2 separate regions of the Gasterosteus aculeatus genome follow, and region 2 is linked to region 1. Evidence: chromatin contacts called from public Hi-C data. All regions are on one chromosome and are shown on one strand. Each heading gives the region's core, a stretch centred on a gene start, on an enhancer-like site or on the middle of the called end of the contact. The rest is flanking DNA. Distances are from core to core; before and after follow the strand shown.

Region 1 (3,973 bases), core at 483-2,982:
AATAACTTCCTGGGCTCTGGTTTTCCCCAAGAAGTTGCCAGGCAACCAGCAGTCAATAAGAGAGCAGAGAGCATACTGGACTAAATTCACTTAAATTACAATCAATCAATCTCCGCACGCTTTCCCTTAGCTATAACAAATACATGTCTAACTTCGACCATCCCCGGACCACCCACAGCCTTTACTTGAGCTCTGATAGAAAACAGACACCTCCCTTTACTTGTTTGAATGTACTTCTGTTGCCCCCCCTGGTTGAGAAGCACACTCACACATCCATTATGGCCTTCTGGTGGAACACCTTGAAAGCACTATAAATATATACTGTATGGCGCAGATAAATATTCCATCTAAAAATGGCTGACATGCAATTAGCTCTTGTGTGATTCTGTCTTTAAAGCAGAGCCACTTGGGTGAATTATGGTTGGCCAGAGCAGCTATATCCTTCAACCTAACCCTGAGGCGCACTCCTGTGACTGAGTTGCCAGCAGATTTAGAGCAGTGCTGTGATTTTTGTGCTTCAGCCATAATCCTTTTTGCCATTAATTAAATTAAGCTCTAATTCAATCACTGTTGTCCAGGAAATTACAGAAACTCATTCAATTACACCATCAACCAATCAGACCACAACACTCGACGCAAAGCTTAGACACATTATGACATCGCGGCCTATCCGACTTGTTTAAGAGGTCATCACCAGTTGTGGACCACCTGGTATCAAAACTATCAAAGGATAAGAGATTGAAAAAGTCACAATGTTTTAAACCAAATAAGTAATGGAGTACAGCGCTGTAAAGATGAAGCGTTTCCATGTTTTTCCAACACCTTCTCCCCCTCAACAACCTCTTTAGCTACAGTTTTGTAAGCCAGGATGAAGTGTCAGTTCTCCCTCACTTCATGCATAACTTCTTTTCAATTTCACATTCATCTCCATAGAAAGTTCAGGTATCTACGCCACTCAGTCAGCTGTCGGCTTGTATAAAGATAACTGGATACAGCATTCTGTGGAAGTTGCACAGTGGTGCTTGAAGCCAAAATAATATACAATTCAGATGGAAATACCTGTCTAGCAATCTTCCAGATGTGGAAGATTGCTAGACAAGATTGGCTATTGCCGCACTTATAAACTTTTAAAACCCAGTGATTTAAATAAGTGTCCGTACTGGTAACACTACCGTTTCTCGATGAAAGTACGAAAGTCTTTGGGAAAAGATATTTTTGGGCCAAATGGAATCACTTGACGGACCAGAAAACTGTAATTCGGTCGTGGACACGATGTAAAGTTAACTTCTAGGCGCAGGCCTCTTCGTGTTGCCTCTGGTGTGGTTGGAGCCTTTTACACTAGATCAGTTGTTAGAATAATGACGTGGGTGGGATGACATTGGCAGAAGTTAAAAGCCTGGTGCCCGGGGCCTGGGGGGGGGGTCACCAGGCTTTCCATTTGAAAATGGTACCAGGTTGGGTTTTTTTCCCCCTTATTCTGCAGAGATCTATATTTCTGCCAGCTGCTGTGTGCAATGACTGGCTCGTACTGCTCCGCCGCTGCCCCACTGCGCCCTCAAAGAAAGCCTTTAACACACCAGCATCAAAAGGCGAGGAGCTGAGTGCCGGCATGTGATGTCTATTCCTCCAAGTTAGCTGACGCAGATGTGACGTCACTCGCGCACTGAATGGCCGTCTTTATCAGGGATAGTCCGCTGCACAAGGCACATCAATGAAATCAATTGCTGCCAACGGCGGCGGGGCTAAAAGCCCTATCTGGAGGCGGACATGGTTCTTCCCTCGTGGGGAACCACAGGGAGTCTTTTCTCTTGCCTCGTAATGTCACGGCATTTCTTGGCGACTGTTCAGTTTAATGAGTGGATCTGGTTTCCTTTGCTCGTTTGGTCGCAGGTCTTATTCCCGTTACCGACATGATGTGACCGCGGCGTGTTTGGGTCACGATCGGTGTGCTCGAGTTGTGATATCATTAACGAAGACGTGTTTAGGGGTGTAGCTGCTGCACACTAGAAATGATCAAGCATGCATTGTTTCTATATTGCATTAAGCCTTCTTTTGTTATAAACGTACCGCAGAATTTGAAATCAAATGCAGCGCTGGGACTTTGAACCCAGGTTGAGCTCAGACGGACACACCTTCAGGTTGCCTCTCAGGCTCCTTTGCGATCGCAAGCTGTGGCTCTTTAATTGACTAATTACAAACAGTGTGGATCTAACTGTGACTAAACTCTGTGAAATCCTGAAAAACAAAGGCTCTTGTGCAATGAACTCAGTCAGACACAGCAGGGGTGCAAGCAATGGTAACTGGGCCCCTGCTGTCAGTTGCATGATCATATCTACCGCGCAATGAAGTGTGGAAGATCTCACTAATAGTTCTGCGGAGCAACAAACTCAACCGCATTTATTCGTGTCGAAAGGGAGCCAGACTTAAGGCCCCCTCGGAAGAGTAAGATAAAAAATGCATGTTAGTAAAAGCTCAGACAAAAGCGCAGGACATCACACTCATTAGTACCATTACAAACACGTGATATTAATATGGAAACGTCATTATTTTAAGTTAAGTTTAATGAGATTGACATTTACGGGTGGCAACATAGCCACATGAAACGTTTCCTACGGCATCTTTTTTTTGTGTATATTCTTTAGGCCCCAAAACTGATTGGTTAGGAAAAGACTGTGGTTTGTATAATAAGAAGTACGGATGTTTCGTGACAAAGAGGAAGTCCAATGTGTTTGGTCTTTGTTTCATATTCATACTTTGTCGTCTCCCGCTTTCTTGTTTCGATTCAGTTGATTTTCGTGGGTTATATACACATTATACTGCATTACTTCTCTGTTGGTGTATGAGAACAGATTGATCTGGTTATTCTTATTCAGCAGGCTGAAGATGAACCAACAAACTGCCAGCGCAGTCCAAATAATGTTTAAAGTGAAGGTCCCGTAGGACCGTGGGAGAGCGTCCGGGATGTCGGATGCGTTAGAACGCTGTGAGCTCGCTCTACAAGACCACAAGGCAAAAGCTGCAGCAGCACGTGGTCTTGCTCATCGGGCAGAGAATCTGGTGAATGCATTTTAAAACTTTGTTTAGAAATGAACTATCCAGCAAGGGCGTCACCTCACGTTGTCCTTTAAATAATATACCTCTGTTCTTTGAGCAATGAACTACAGTGAAGATGCACGGGAGCAGATTGTGGCTGCCTACTATGCATGAGGTATCCTGCACGGATAAAAACACAAGGCCGGTCATATTTATTGGAACGATAACGCTCTTTGTAGCAGGTGGTATTAAATCAAATCAGAGAGGAATCTTCGCTAGAGTAGCCGTCCTTGCAGCCATGAAGCCTCATGCTTAATGTAAACCGGTACGGCAGTAAATTTGTGATTTCTCAAGGATGATTAGCTTTACAAATGATAATTTGCTGTCGTTGCCAAAAAACTCCAACATAAAAGGCCGCAAGAGCAATGGAGCTTGTGTCCACTAAGTCATTTGTTCAAGGAAACAGCTCCACTTTCTGCATCCTGCTGGCGTGGTTTGTCTTTGAGATGCATAGGAAAAGGTGATGGCAATATTCTATGAAGTTTAGGGTTTCTTTTTTTGGCCCAGAGTTACTGTTTTTGATCCCAACATCAAGCACAGCGGCAACAGCAGGTAACTGAATGGATGTCATAATGGCCGCTAGCTGCTCTCTTATGGCAACAATATAATAAATACAATCATTTCCTTCTTTCTTTTAGCAAATTGTGCTGCTTTACAGGAAATCAAGAGATGCAGCCACAGTGGGTGTTTCAGCGTCGGCGCTCACGGTCACTATTTGTCTCCCTCTATTGGCTGACTAATCCCTCATAGGATGAAAAATAACATTTTCTAATCAAAGTAAATCTGAAAAACAACATTCGAGGGAAAGTGGAACAAGTAGTGTAGCAACAGTGTCTCACAGCACAGACCTGCAGGACCCCTCGTTTTTGTAAAGTCAGAC
Region 2 (3,870 bases), core at 81-2,580, 44 kb before region 1:
GCTGACAGTACAAACAGCAAAGGTTAAAGCTATATTGAGATCCTGTGAACCAAAATAGCTGGGGAGAATTTTCATTAAAAAGCAAGAGAAAGCTAACCGCTTTATATGGACCCTGGCTATAGTCATGGTTGAAATTTCCTCACAAAGCTCTCATCACAATGCTCCACTGACTTTGATAAATTCCATTCCACATAGCTTCAACCCAATGATGCCCTGGCACACTCGCCCGATGCACACACAAACACAGACAAGAGTGTAGTGCGCGCGCGTTCACATAAACGCACAAGAAGAGGGAGAGAAAAAGAAAGCTAGGCATGAATTCAGTGCCCTTAGGAGGCTGAAGAAGAATGAACCCAGCCTTCCTTGCTCACCATTTCATTGCCAGAGAAAACACACTTTCCACACTTTTCTTTTAACTATCAACCTGAGGGACCGATGCGGCGTTGTGCACGGTGCTGTCTTTCCTGTATTGTTGCTTTTTTATATCTGGTATGTATCTGAGAGGAGACATTATTGTGTGGAATCCATTCTTTCTTTGAAACCTTCCTGACGAGCTCGCGTGCCATAACTCACACAGCCACCCATGCTTCACAGCAAAGCCCAGGATCTTCCTGGGAAACAGGGAGAAGAATTCTGAATGCATGGTGAAATATTTTTCCTCTCAGCACTCATCTTTACCTTCAAAAGAAAACACATGCGACTTTTGAAAGTAAAGGAGATTGTTCACATGCACACACATACAAACGATGCTGCTGCAATGCACGATGTTTCTTATACAAAAACAATACAAAAGTAATCCGTCCCCTCCTCTGTTATAAATAAACTCTTTCCCATCAGCTACTAGTGCAAAGACACCGGCCTGCTAAATGAAATCTAGCCTGTTGAGAATAAAGCTATTTTTACCAGCATCGTGAGACTGAGAGTCAATCTGAGCTGGAGCTGCCTATAAAAAGGAGAGGCAATCTTGGTTTTGGATGGGTCTGAACGCTCAATCAGCGATACACTGCACACCAAAGGAAATAAGCCGCCTCAATCCTGACATTGATTTCTTTCTCTTCTCCTCTCAAACATTGTCTTTGTCATCCCAGGCAGTCACATAACTCCATATACACGCATTGAAATTGGTGTCTATTATTTTCTGCCGAGATAAAACGCGCGGTGCTCTCCGTGCGCTTAGCATTCGGTTCATGGTTTGCAGATTGCGATGCAAGCTCAGTATCAGCCTCAATGTGGTTATCAAAAGCTCTAATGACCTGGCACAGTTAGGAGCAACTACAACTTCAAGCCAATGCAATATTACATCAAACCACAAGAGGGGGAGGCACCACCTATTTTATTCCCAATAGCATAACATCAGAGTAGGATGACGGGCTTAATGCAAAATCCACAGCAAGAGTAGCTCTCATGCTGTGAAGTCCTATTTGTGCCAAGATTTGCTGCATGGATCAAACAGGGACTCACAGGACAAATTACATGCAGATTCACCAGAGAACAGGACACAAATCAACACAGGCCAGTCTCAGCCTGTTTTGATAACAGCTATAAAGCCCAGAGGCTGCCAGTGATGTGCTCCACTGACTGCAATCCATAACATAAATATGGAGAAATTTCACACGCTGGTCTACTATCTGCCCAAATCTGTATTTTGCAGCAGTAATTTAGATTTATATCAAAAGCTGAGAAATAAAAGGGACAAAGATGATATGCAATGTTATGTGTTGACCAGTAGGGGGAAATATATGCATATTAAGTGTCTGAGTCATTGCCAAAGAGCTTTTACTGCAGTGCCAGGAGCGTGTGTTCGCAAAGCAACTAAAACACTACCGTGTTGTGTCTGGTAAACATGACTCAGCTGTAGGTTTTTCTTTATTGGATCATTATGTTTTAAGTAGCATGACATTAATCTTAACATTTGACAAAATAATCCATTCTGGTAAGGTCTATAGCCGTCGTCCACATCACATCAACCGCCTCACTAGTATATTGAGTTTGTTCTGTTGCCATGGAAATGGAAATGTTAAAACTTTCCATGATGTAATCAGCTGTAAAAAAGTGAGCATCCCCGGTCTATAATCTCTACCTTTCCGTGTTTATGTGATGGGGGGGGAGGGGGTGTTTGTGTGTTTTTCCATGCTATGTTAATTTGCACAAGGAATAAACCGGCATGTTTTAATGTACAGTTAAACATGCCGTCCGTGTTAGTTCATTAAATATATGAGAAAAATTACTAATGTTGCATAAAACCGCTGCCGGATTGGTTTGTGATCCACGGCACCATGCTGTGATCCTGTTAAATGTGGTGGACTTGATACAAAAGAAGAAATCGTTTTTTCTTGCCTGCTCCTATCTGCTGTGATCAAATTGCTGCATTGTGTCCTTAGTCGCATTTAGGGGTGGATGACTGTCTAATAAAACAGAGACTGACACTTGTCTAGTTTAAACCTTCCCCCTGTGGAGTAAAGAAATCTATTATTGATTCTCCACGTTGAAAGATACGTTCTCAGAGGATTGTGTTTAGGTGGGCTGCAGGTCCATTTACTTGTGACTAGTTGCACTGATGGAGTACTTACTTCTGCCGAGAAAGGCGGCAAAGAGATGTAATCTTGAAACAAATTTTCATTTTTTTTAAAAATCTTATAAGCTGATGCTTGAGCAGCAACAGACAAACAAGATTGTATCCTTAGTTCATCAGATTCAAGTACGGATTCAAGTTTGCTCTGTCAGCACGCACAGTTTATTTGAACCGGGATAAAGATAAACCCACTTGACCACCAGCTCCGTCTGCATCAGCACCTATTCAAATTACTCATCGAATTTGACGGCTAGTGGGGAAAAAGAATTTGCACGACCCCTGGTTGATTGGAACGACACCGTTGGAGCTTGTGTATTACTCATAAATATAGTAATAAAGTATGGATCAACAAAGGGGCGGGGCGGCTGGATGGGCGGCTTGTCACAGAGTTATTTGCAGACCTGTAGGCATGTGTGCTGCATACTGATAATGCTGGAACCCATCAGACACTGCGTGAATCCCCAAGTGCCACAGTGAGGGCAGAGCTCCCGCTGTGGAGACGGTAAGTACTAATACATAAAGCCCGCCGGGCCTAGCATGATCAATACAGCATACAGATTTCTTTTTACATCTTGGAGGTGAAAATAAGCTGTTTGAATTTTGTTTATTTCCCTGAAAGCTGACGGACGGGCGCTCAGACGCTTCCCACAACCATCAAAAGACCTGCTGGGGATGAACCGCATGGAGACATTTTATACTTTCAAATAAAAACCCTCGAAGACTGGCAGGAAAAACAAAACATTTCAGCCCTCCCTGAAGCCTGAAGAATATAGTAATTATACCATTAGAACTCAGAATGACGTAAAAAGAATGGCACTAGAAATTCGTCAGTTCAATAATGCTTTGTTTGGCACTCAGCACAGCAGGAGGAGAAATGGTGATTTTCAGCTTTAATTGTAGTTGCAAGGGAAAATGTATTAAAAAAAAGAAATGCAACCAAATGTTGGGCGCACTACTACACACTTTGACTCACACGTTTGCCACATCCATCAAAATTTTGAAGACATATTAAAAGATATAGATAAAGATATTTTTGAGAATCCAGGGGTAAAATGAGTCACTCCCTGGTGCATTGATGGGTCCTCATGGGCCAGGAAATTAATAGGAGCCCAGACAGGGGAAATAAATACAAAGAGATGAGAGAGGCTCGCTCTGGAGCCGTGATTATAGAGACATGAATCAAATCATTTGCCTTAGTGACACATATTGTAGCAGAGGAGTGTCAAAGTGAGTTAGGAAGATGTTAAATCATGTCTTACAATAAATATCTTTCTTTTTCCAACACTTTGGCAGATTGC

Evidence for each region. A called contact is a pair of places that touch in the nucleus more often than the background predicts.
Region 2: a contact with region 1 is called in a Hi-C map of skeletal muscle, with 2.8 times the contacts expected there. The contact joins two enhancer-like sites. A contact is called at or near these places in 3 of 6 Hi-C or Micro-C datasets (skeletal muscle, tail fin and whole body).

The regions. Positions count from the first base shown.
Region 1 is chr4:13,697,745-13,701,717 of fGasAcu3.hap1.1, reverse strand. No RefSeq gene overlaps it. Among protein-coding and RNA genes, the nearest start is that of tspan17, 19 kb to the right of the region's middle. Within about 2 kb of position 1,732, at least 1 of the 9 cell types and tissues checked has open chromatin away from gene starts, as enhancers often do.
Region 2 is chr4:13,741,926-13,745,795 of fGasAcu3.hap1.1, reverse strand. No RefSeq gene overlaps it. Among protein-coding and RNA genes, the nearest start is that of mchr2b, 15 kb to the right of the region's middle. Within about 2 kb of position 1,330, at least 2 of the 9 cell types and tissues checked have open chromatin away from gene starts, as enhancers often do.